Linked DNA regions of Acanthopagrus latus: regions 2 and 3 are each linked to region 1. Evidence: chromatin contacts called from public Hi-C data. All regions are on one chromosome and are shown on one strand. Each heading gives the region's core, a stretch centred on a gene start, on an enhancer-like site or on the middle of the called end of the contact. The rest is flanking DNA. Distances are from core to core; before and after follow the strand shown. Region 1 holds the start of bckdhb (2-oxoisovalerate dehydrogenase subunit beta, mitochondrial). Region 2 holds the start of dop1a (protein dopey-1). Region 3 holds the start of tent5aa (terminal nucleotidyltransferase 5A).

What was found. Hi-C and Micro-C count contacts between places; a contact is called where the count stands out from the background.
Region 2: a contact with region 1 is called in a Hi-C map of muscle, with 2.3 times the contacts expected there. The contact joins the promoter of dop1a here to the promoter of bckdhb in region 1. A contact is called at or near these places in 3 of 4 Hi-C or Micro-C datasets (liver and muscle).
Region 3: a contact with region 1 is called in a Hi-C map of muscle, with 5 times the contacts expected there. The contact joins the promoter of tent5aa here to the promoter of bckdhb in region 1. A contact is called at or near these places in 4 of 4 Hi-C or Micro-C datasets (liver and muscle).

The regions. Positions count from the first base shown.
Region 1 is chr17:7,785,529-7,789,184 of fAcaLat1.1, forward strand. bckdhb (2-oxoisovalerate dehydrogenase subunit beta, mitochondrial) reads right to left here and starts at 2,097. Exons shown (of 11, transcript XM_037074793.1): 1 at 1,855-2,097; 2 at 352-429. The coding sequence starts at 2,050.
Region 2 is chr17:7,563,867-7,567,522 of fAcaLat1.1, forward strand. dop1a (protein dopey-1) reads right to left here and starts at 1,888. Exons shown (of 38, transcript XM_037074074.1): 1 at 1,756-1,888; 2 at 35-232. The coding sequence starts at 172. ube3d (E3 ubiquitin-protein ligase E3D) reads left to right here and starts at 2,733. Exons shown (of 10, transcript XM_037075635.1): 1 at 2,733-3,021. The coding sequence starts at 2,930. LOC119005937 (a long non-coding RNA gene) reads left to right here and starts at 873. Exons shown (of 2, transcript XR_005070622.1): 1 at 873-1,269; 2 at 1,774-2,021.
Region 3 is chr17:7,653,339-7,656,994 of fAcaLat1.1, forward strand. tent5aa (terminal nucleotidyltransferase 5A) reads left to right here and starts at 2,100. Exons shown (of 3, transcript XM_037075803.1): 1 at 2,100-2,359; 2 at 3,004-3,595. The coding sequence starts at 3,170.

The DNA.
Region 1 (3,656 bases), core at 847-3,346:
AACATTTCAGACATATTCATGAGGAGGAAACTGTTTTGACTAACATCAAGGACTCATTGCTATGAGGATACAACTCAACATTAACACATTTATTTAAGTACCACACCTGGCTATGTCCAACTTGGTGTGTACGTCTTCAAGTTAAAGTGCAGTAAGACGCCAATGTGTAACTAACGCAAGATTCATTTTTCTACATCATTGTTTTCCTTAAAATACAGTCATCTGATTGCATCACACACTTTAAATACATTAACAGGAAATGTAAATCTTTTAAATGTGAAATGTTTTGTTGACTTAGAGTTCTCACATATTTTCAGGCATTAAATTCCACTTCCTGTTTAAGCATCCTACCTGCTGTCGGATCACTGGCCAGAGTGTTGTCCAAGGCACTTGTAACTGACTGGAACAAGTTCATCTTCTGGGTAGGACCTAAACGGTTTAAAGATGAGGGGAATCAATGTTTAAACAGGGCTTGCAATATGCAGCAATTCATTATTGTGCATTTGGATTAGTAACTATACCAGTAATTGCTGGGAATAAACCACAAAGGAAACTTGGCAGTGATTCAATAACTAAAAGCAATGTGACACTCACTTCTTTGTTACTGAAAAGGAATACATGATACTAGGAGTGTCTCACTGCTGGAACCAGTGTATATGTTGGCAGGTGTTTCAGTGACAACATCCTGGTCAAATGAACTGTAGGACACATTGAGCTCTCACCTCGTTTTGGACTGTCTCAGACTATGTCTTATGACACAGATATCATTCTCTGCTGTGTCATACTGCACTAACCATTTACAGTACACCATTCAGTGCTTTCATTTCAACAAAATGTCAACCTCGTGGATAAACTTGTTCGGCATAATTGTCCACTAGCAGTAATGTGAAACAAAACGTTACAGTTTAAGTTTGAAACCTGCGTCATTTTCTACCTGGTAGTCAAGCCTACACGCAGCAGCAGCAATAACTAATCAAAACACAGTTTGGTGTTAGCTATGATTAACCAGGCTTACTCCTTACAAAGGGCAGCAGATATCAACATGGTTAGAAATCATCTGAGGCACTGTTAAAGACCCCCTCACTAGTCACTGTTTTGAATCTTGGCTGTTTTGATCCTCACTGAACACCGTTAAGTAAATGCAAAGTGTGACACTAGAATTAAGTTTTCACATTGATCAGCAGAAGGGGGAAAGTTTCTCTGTGCTCACCTTAAATCTCAGTTAATACAAGACCGTAACAGCTGGATTTTGTGACATCCCGGCTACTTTGGAGCCGGTCATGGTCCAATATGACACTAAAGCGCAGTATGGAAACTATGGACAAGCCTTCGATGTGCAGTGCATCGACTGGAGGTACATATATCAGAGAAATAGGAGACATTTTGTGCCAACTAGTTAGATTTTTAAATTGGACATTTAGAGTAAACATAACTTGTAGCTTCTTGGTTTTTTTTTGTTTTTTGTTTTTTGTTTTTTACAATGGGGGACTTTGAGAAGATGAAAAATACCCTAAATAGTGAAAGTCTAAATACTTTCTGGCGAAAAACATTTCGACACACATTATTATTACATTTTTTGTTATTCCAAGCACAGCATTTCAACATGTCCTCACTGTGTATCGAGGGGACCTTTAAATATTGAGGTACAAGACGTCCAACCTGCCCCGACTGTGCAGTTCAATGACTGACACAGGACAATGAATGGAAAGGTAACAAAGACTAAAAGTGGCTCATTTCTAATTACCGTAAGCTCTTGTCAATGTCTACTTCACAGCAAAACTATGGACACTTTCACTGCCTCACAAGTCTCTTCTGTGAACGCAGCTAACGTTAGCCGGCTAGCCCGCCACTCACCATATTGTGTCGGTACGGGGTCAGGCTGGAAGGTAAAGTGCGATGCATGTCTCCGTTGTGTCTTGACGCGGGAGTTGCAGCTCGGCGACAACTTCAGCAGAGTGACGCCAAACGAGCTCTGAGCCCCGGTGCCGATGCCGGAGATAGAAAGTTTCGAGTTTGCACCTCGGATCAGGAATCGTGCAGCAGCCGCCATCACTGTTGTTATGGCTGACCAGGAAGGGCAAGATGAATCATAGCGCCAAGATCGCCTATTAAAGAGAAGACAGCCTCATTCAGTTGAGAGGACCCTGGTCTTTGCTAGCCTATCCAGCTAAAGTCCCGTCCCACTACTGATACTCTGTTTCTAAATCAGTGTCCTAAATCAATTAACAGGCATTTTCGTTAATATTTCAGCAACTTTTATGTTTAATTTATTTCATGTGTTTGTGCTGAAGAAGTATGACTTCAGATACGTAGACAAACCCCACTCCATCTTGCAGAAAGTTTCAAAGGTAACATAGTGGGCTGGCTTGAGAAAGGAAAGGAACGTCGGCTCTCTGTGGTAACCGGGAATAGTGTCAGAGTGAGACCTCCTGTTTCTTTCTCTCCATGCCAACGTCCATGAGCAGAGCCAGGGTTGTGATTGGTTAAAAAGGAGGGCGGTGCGCCTGTTGGAGAGGTCTTGCCATCCCAGCCTAAAGTGGCCGTGAGAGTACGCTCAGTACGTACAGTCATGTAGCTAAATACTTTGTTTTCCTGCGATGGCGAAGGGATGACCTGTCCTACTTTATTTTATAGTGAAACAAATAATAAAGAATAATCAATGAATCAGAAGGTGTGCCAAACCTTTGACCGGGTCTGTACATAAACATTGTGCCTGCACTTCTGTTCAGTGATGGACAGATCCATCTTTACTAACTTGTGTAGGCTAACCCTTTAACTTTTCCTACAGTGCTTGATTGCCATGGATGGACAGCACTTGGATATACATCACAGGCCTACTTGAAGAGCTTTTAATATGTCATTTCACATGCAGATGTGATCAGTAGTTTAGGGCGCTAAAGATGGCTTTACAACCCCATATCTGTTTTTTTTAGTTCATGTTCCTCTGTTGCAAAAAGATAGCATAAAAATAAATAAATAATTGATAAAGTGGATTTTGCCACTATCACACACTTGAACACTCGTTTGTCTCAGTTTACCTTGTGGAAAACAGAAGTGTAACGATTAATAGGAAAACTATATTATATCAGGCATGGTATGACCAAAAGAAATGTTACTGATCAGGTGGATGATCATGGCTGCTTCTTGCATTCTGATACATTTAGTGAAAAGTGTTGATGCAGCTATAGTTAATTCAGACAAATATGTAAAGCAATACCATACACATATACTTATAGTTCTTCCAGTTTGACAGATTGGACAGGTGCTCATCAGTGATACTAAATGTAATAACATTTTAGAGAAAATATGTTATACTTTTCATCATCATATGAGACTTTGTCATAAAGTATATGACAAAAAAATCTCAGATAATTACACTGTTTAATGATCAATTTCTCTCAAGGCTAAAGGAGTACAATTAAAATCGTTAGATAGAATGGATTTGGGTTTGAGGTTGACCTCAAGAACCAGCTATTGAACGTCTAGGCTCGTCTGCAGCTAGAGCAAGAGCCTTCTGTAAGACACACTCAGGCCAGCTCTAATCTTTTAAGAGTTAGGAGAGTTCTGATCTGCATCACAGTCATCTGTCAGGCTCTTTCTGTTAGCCCTTCCTTGTCCTTACCTTCAGCAGTTTGTGATCTGAAGAAACAAACTGT
Region 2 (3,656 bases), core at 638-3,137, 220 kb before region 1:
GTATGTCATGCTGGGTTCTGTCGACGATCATTACCTTGTTGAGTTTGCCCAGTGCTGAGATGAGGTCTGCCCACTCACTGGAGTACTCAAAGTTCTTGAGGGCCTTGTCCACTGCTGCCACATAGTTCCTGTACTTGGAGTCACTGAGCAGCTCCACTTCCTCTGCATTCATTCTCCTGGGTGGTTATTAAGCGCTAATGTAAAACACCAGGCACACATAGGTACATCACACCTGCGATGCAAGCACGGAATATAAAAAGAACAGATCAGTCAAGTCATCCTCTTGCTTGACAATGAAGACATCAGTCCGAGCCTATCAAACAGAATCTGTTGGAATATTTATCAGGGTGTAGCTGGAGCCATTTCAATAGACTGAGTCATACAATTATCAAGAGGAGCAAGTCCATTACAATCTTTGTTTAGTGAGTAAGTAAAACCACTGATGCAGTGAATCATCGATAGAACTCCCCCGAAAATCTGAGAAGTTTAGAGAATAAGAGAGGGCATCCACTTTCACCCAATGCTGCTTTCACTGATATAATGCAAGGATTTCTGCTGCTGGCGAACAGGGGAGGGAAGAGTCTGATGAGTCTGAGCATGCTACATAAACCAGCTTTGATTAAAAAGGCATAAACTCTGATAGAAAAGCTACATATGCTTCACTTTTATATGGAGTTTTTAAAAGTGTTGGCTGCCGTGAACGTGCCAAACAAGATGTGACCCAGTGACCTTTAGTCACAAGGAGTCCAAGGAGGGGTGTGAGAGGATCATGGGAGGAAGAGGAAAAGGCAAGGGACATTTTTGTAGTTTTTTCTATGAGGGACATTCTGATTGTCACAACAATAACAGGTGGAACTGACAAGATTAATGGTGACTCAATGTATGCGGTCATCCCAGGAAACCGTATCAGAGAGCCACCAAGCACAGTTCTATCCAGCCATGTCAGTAGTTACACCTGAGCCTGTCCCTGCTGTGACACGTCAAAATGTCTGCCGTGAAGCGTTGTCTTACAGCAGATAACGGAGTGAATGGACTCTTAAGAAGAAGTAACCCGCACACTCTCACATAAATACAAAAAAAAAAACAAGTGGCTGAGGCAGTGGTGTGCCTGAAAACTCAGGGAAATGTAAGGCTGACTGAGAGGCTAGCCTGTGCTAGCTCTGTTATGTTTGCTTCTCAAACAGACTCAAACGAATTTCAAGTCTGGCTGTGAAGTGTCAACAACCCAGTAACGGCGGAGCAGGTACGCACACCTGTCGTCCAAACATGGTGAGCGTTTTCACATGTAAACGTGCGGTGCTGAAAATTTCACAAAGGAAAAAAAAAATTACTACAAGCTTAACTTTAGCTGTGAAACACTCACTAAGTATTCTAGCTTCGGTAATAAGCGTGTTACTGCCGGGTGAGGGACTGTTACAGTAACGGTTCAGCTAACAGCTACCTAGTCACTAGCTAGGAAAGGTGATTTCCGCTAACATACACGCCACTGAGTATCGATTAAAATGTTAGCGCATATGAAAGCTTACCGTCAAAGGACACGGGCCAGCAACTGTCATTCAATCATGTGGCCGGTTCGCTCAGTAAAAACGGCTGACAGCGTCAATAATATGACTAGCGAGCTAGCTAGCGTTGGTAGCAGGGTGTTTAAATGATGGAGATGCAGGGCCCGGCTCCGATGTCACCCGTTCATATATACTGCAGGTCCCCTGACAGAAGACTTTGGAAGCAGACAATAGGTATCTATTTTCTACATACTCATGTTTCTCTTCGTAGTGTCCCGCAGCGTGTAAATAAACAGTGATGAGCGCATCGGCAGCTTCCAGTGCCAGAGATACAAAGCGAGACGATTGACAGCTCCCAGACTGCACTGCAGATCAGCTCTACGTCCAACCATAGCGTCCAACGGCTCAGGTCTTCCGCATGGACGTCTTCCGCCTCTCAGCTGAGTGAAGTCAACCGCACTTACTCCGAAAAAACCCGGAAATGATGTGCTGAGTCGAAATAAAAGCTTTCTAAATATTCTCCACTGACTTGACTTGAGTTATCCTGTATTTCCCCCATATTGACATGCATATTATTGTTCTTGGTATGTTAAATTACCCAGTGCTTTTTTTGTCAAAAATAATAACACCAATAAATAATTTAAACTCTGCAACATTCATTCATTTTATTCCAGTCTCTCCTGGATCTGGGCAAGGCTGGATGACCAGCTGGGTTGTGCAACCTCCCTGGGATCCCAAGGCAAACATTTTTAAATAATGTATTCTTAAACGGCATATTCCCAAATAAAAGAGTCCCAGAAGCAAATACTTGCACCTGTGAAACCAGTTCAATCAGACAGTGGGACAGAGTATTACAGCAGTGAAAGGCAAATACATATTTGGACGCACAAGTGGGATTAAACTTATAATAGCAAACACACAATTTAGTTGACCAGCATGATTCTAAAGGGGAATGTTTTGAAAAGTTATCTATTGTAAATACCCAAAACCATTGTTGGTAAAGTCTGTCTCATCATTGCTTTCTATCCACATGCTCAAACATGCAAGATACCTGCCTCCACTTAAAGACAGTGTAAGTCACATCCTTAACTAAAGTACTGTTTACCCTCTAAAACATACACATTAAAATAAAATATGTTAATACAGGTGGTCAAAGACAAATCACAATGCATTGGCGCTAAAAGCATTTCATATTATTTTGAAATATCTGACCGGATGTTCTTCTCCTTCTACGTTGTCTTTGACAGCACCGGTATTGTCACGCTGCAGACTAGTTCAGCCTCTTGTGTCTACCAAATGAGATAGACGTGCCTTATGGTTGTCTTATTTTGGATGTAATGTTACTATCTGCAGTCACCCAGTCATAGTTTTGATTATTGTGCTGTTCATTTCTTTTTTCCGTTCTGTCTGAATCCTGCGCTGCCTGAATGTCAGACTTGGAGATGCCAGCTAAAACACATGGAGTTGGAGTCTTCTTAGAGCTGAGGAAGAGACTCCAGACTGGACTTCTCATTGTTGGGTAATTGTTCTGAAAAATGAGCGCGATAACTTAATAGTTACAGTTATTACAGCCATTTAACATGTTTGGATTTGCTAGCAAGGCAAGCTAGCTAACTTAGCATAGATAGCTATCGTCAGCTATGCCGTTAAATGTGTCTCTGTTGTTTCAGTGAACCATTCAACGACATTTATAAAAACTCACATTTATTGTACAAGAATGTGTCAGGAAACAAGCTTGGGACTATCTTTCTCTGGACTAAATAAGGCACTGAGAAGACGCCTGTTATTCTTCTGTTTGTTGTCGGTCGTGTAACACACATAATTATTAATTTTTGACAAGTACCTTATCCTCAGAGATTCCTTTCATTACACTACACAAATAGTCCATTAGTAAAGACACTGTTGTGGAAGATCTGTCTCTACCTTCATTCTTAAAAACGGGCATTTTGAGTGATGCTGCAGTGTTTCACGAGCGTGTCACAAATGTAAAAGAAAGGCTACGTTACAAATACAACCTGGGCCTGGCTGTGATTGACTTTGCTTTTCAGAAAACGGGACAGTTTCTGTGCGCTTGACTCGAGTATTTCAAATTAGTTACCTCGTTCCCTTTATACGTAAGGAAAATATCTTTTACACTCTACTGTATTTATTCGA
Region 3 (3,656 bases), core at 850-3,349, 130 kb before region 1:
TTACAAAGGTTGCTCATGTTGCTCTGTTCATTCATACAGTTGCCTCCATGGGTGTGAAATACTGAGCATCTTCAGGACTCCATGCAAATAACATCAGACCTTTGAAAAGCAACTGTACAGCTACAAACTGCATGCAGCATCACACACTGTAACAGCCACCAACACTGACCCCTAAAAACTCCTGCAAGTTGAGTGTGTTGAAGAGGAACTAGCCATTGCGTAAAGAAACGCACAAAGTGAAACATCACTGTGGTCGATGTTAGATACCGGCTCATGTTGCGTAATCAGGAGCTACAAGACGAGGTCTGTCGCTCCATCCCAGCGGAGGGTCCTGACCCCGAGGAGGAAGCTCAAAGGCGGCGGAGATGTTGTGCTTCAAGGCGGATAAATCTCACTTGCGCAGACGGATACATGGCACAGGAACACAAAACAGGTCCACCATGCTTTTTCTTTTTCTCTCTTTTTATTGAACTGGGCTGTCCCGAAAATGTTTCGTGGACCCCGGAGACGAGCGCCGTGAAGATCTGCTTCACGAGAGGCAGGAGAAAAGAGTCTCCCCCACATACATTAGAGTCTCAAGTCAGGAAATACTGGTCTGTGTTGTTTTTTTTTCTTTCCATATTTAAAGCTGCTGCCATTCTTGAGACCTCACCATCACCAGGAGGAGGAGGAGGAGGGGGAGGAGGAGGGGGAGGAGGTGTGTATTGTTTTCAGACTCTCACCAACATTTAATTCTCTGACAACCTAATCTCACTGTCTTTCACAACCAATGAATCACCCGTGTCACGGTGGGTAATGAGGTGACGAGTGGTATTTACACAAAACAACTCATCAGCGGCGCTCTGTTCTGGAGGTGCACCATATGCATCCACCTCCTGTTGGCCTGTGACAGCTGCTTTGATTTAGCCTCGCGCCGTGGACCGGCGGAGGATAACCGGGTCCAATCCACAGCAACCGTCTCTTCCCCACACCTGGGAAACACATCGACGGGGGCTGCTCCCGGTCCATTGTAACTGACTAATAGTTCCACGTATATTTCCAGATGTGGGATTCGGTTTCAGGGACCTGCGATCAACCTGTCTGACACGCGCCAAAGCAAAGCGTGAAAACAAAAGTTACATTTAAGAAACGAAGTGAGGGCGAATTCTTCTAAATCGCAACGCCATGCGGCAAAACGACCCTCTTCCTGCCTGAGCTCTTCATTTGCAGTTTATTTTGCTGTCTGTAAGAGCTGCAGGCGTGTGATTTACACTCGGATATTAGAGGCCATGTGTGTGTGTGTGTGTGTGTGTGTGTCCGGTGACGCTGTGCAGGGGCAGAGCTCCTGTGTGGGCCTCCGAGTTAATGTAATGCAATGGAGTAAATGGGATAATCAGGGTTTAGGTACAGATCTGGGTGGCTGCAGTGACGCAGGGCTTTACGCCGCCTAATGGAGCAACCGTGACAGCTGCCACACCTTGACCCCCACGCCTCCATCCTGCCCCCTCACTGACCCTGACACATGCTGCCTGGAGCAGGGACGACTGCCCGGCGCCCACAGTGGACTTCTGACTTCTTGATAGAAAAACTGAATTGAAGGACACAATTGTCTCGTTAAAAAAACCTTAACAGGTGTGTGTGTGTGTGTGTGTGTGTGTGTGTGTGTGTGTTTTTCCAAGCTCAGAGTCGACAGAAGTTGTTAGAAGCTGAGGGTAGCTTATCAGCGAGGGCCGGCAGAGCTTTACCCTGAAGGTGTTAGTGGTCTGGGGGTAACAGACTTACTGGATTCCACAGACAATGTTTCCTGTCTGCTTTAAACAGCAAAAGTACATCTTCAATGGCTATTTCGGCGCATGTTTAAAGTTTATATTTTCTTGGGGCCTTTTTTTTGTTTTGTTTTTTAAAGGAAATAGTCCCTGAACTGGCCCACAGAGGGCGACATCCAGCCAGCTTTATATGCAGATGAATCGCTCAGACTGGAGCAAAACTTTTATATTCCATGACATTCATGTCTTTTCCCCTCTCATGATATTTATCTGTAGGAGGGTCTGACCTTCAATATGTCGTAATTTATAAACGAATTCATACGCACTGATTATCATTTGGAGCAGAAATGGTTTAATGCTTTTTTTTTTTTTTTTTTTTTTTTTTTGGAACGAGCTGATCAAGGTCTTCGTTATGAATATATCATGAATGCAGTCCGGGGAGCTACTTCACCAGAGTCTTACAGTGTTGAGCATGTTGAGAAGGGTTTTTTTCTTTTTTCTTTTTTTCTTCACCGAGCAGCAGACTGTCAGAGGGGGGCGGAGTGAAGCGCAGCTGACATCTCCAGACTCCGGTCCTGACTGGTGCACAAGGACGCGGCGTGTCAAGTGGGCAGGTAACGGTTAACTTCGGCACAAGTGGGGGAAAAATATGTCGAACTAAACAAAAGTCGGGGGAGAGCGAGCTGGATTTCCTGAGCACATTCAAACTGTATTAACGGGATTATTTGTTGGCGAGAGGAGAGGCGAGAGAAAAAATTAAAAGATATGTAGGAGCCGTGCGTAAAAAAAAAAAAAAAATCCACAAGATTCCTCTGAGGGGGGGTTCGATCGTCGACTGGTGCCAAAGGAGTGCGACTCGAGGAGCAGCTTATTCATGCAAATTCATAAAATCATAGGCGTGCCTTTGAGCGATGGAGTCACAGCCGGAAAAGCAAACCCCCTCTTGGATCATCAGCGACCTTCAAAGACTGATGCGCAGCGCTCGGACGCACTGACGGCGGCACCGGGGCGAATGTTTTAAAAGGACGGAGGGAGAGAAAAGAGAGGAGAAAGTTCCGACTCGTTTTCTACACGCTTCCACACAACCACCAGCTCGACTGCTGCGCCACCGGACCTCCAACCACAGGCGTATTGCGCAAATCTGCGACTGTAAATCACTTTTCTGCCTCGGGGTCGTTTATATATATATATAAAAATATATTTTGATTTTGTTTTTGTTTATTTACAGTCAATTCGGACCACTTTTTTTTTCCTACAGAGAACCCTGCTCTGGATGAAGTTTTTGTCTCCCAACTATATCGAACGCGTAAAAGACGCGTCCACCGACCTGCTCCTACTTTGAGGAAGAAAGAAAAGAAAAGAAAACGTATTTATTTCGAATTTTTGAATTTTCCATTTTTTTGAGGACTTTTTTTTTCTGCACCATGTCAGAGGACGACAGTGGCTCCACCGCCAGCTGCGTGTCAGACACGGAGGGCAGCAACGTGAGCGTCCTCAGCTGGGAGCAAGTGCAGCGGCTGGACGCCATCCTGACGGAGACCATCCCGATCCACGGCCGGGGGAACTTCCCCACCCTGGAGATGCAGCCGCGGCAGATCGTCAAGGTGGTGCGGAGTCGGATGGAGGAGAAGCAGATCCACGTCCGGGACGTGCGGTTAAACGGCTCCGCGGCCAGCCACATTCTGCACGAGGACAGCGGACTGGGCTTTAAGGACCTTGACCTCATATTTTGCGCAGACATGAAAGGTGAAAGTGATTTCCAGACTGTGAAGGACATAGTGTTGGACTGTCTGCTGGACTTTTTACCCGACTGTGTGAATAAAGAGAAAATAACGCCGTTAACGTTAAAGGTACTTTGTTTTGAATTTGCTTTCCTCCTGCTGCTTCTTTTTGTTTAATCCCTGATGAGAT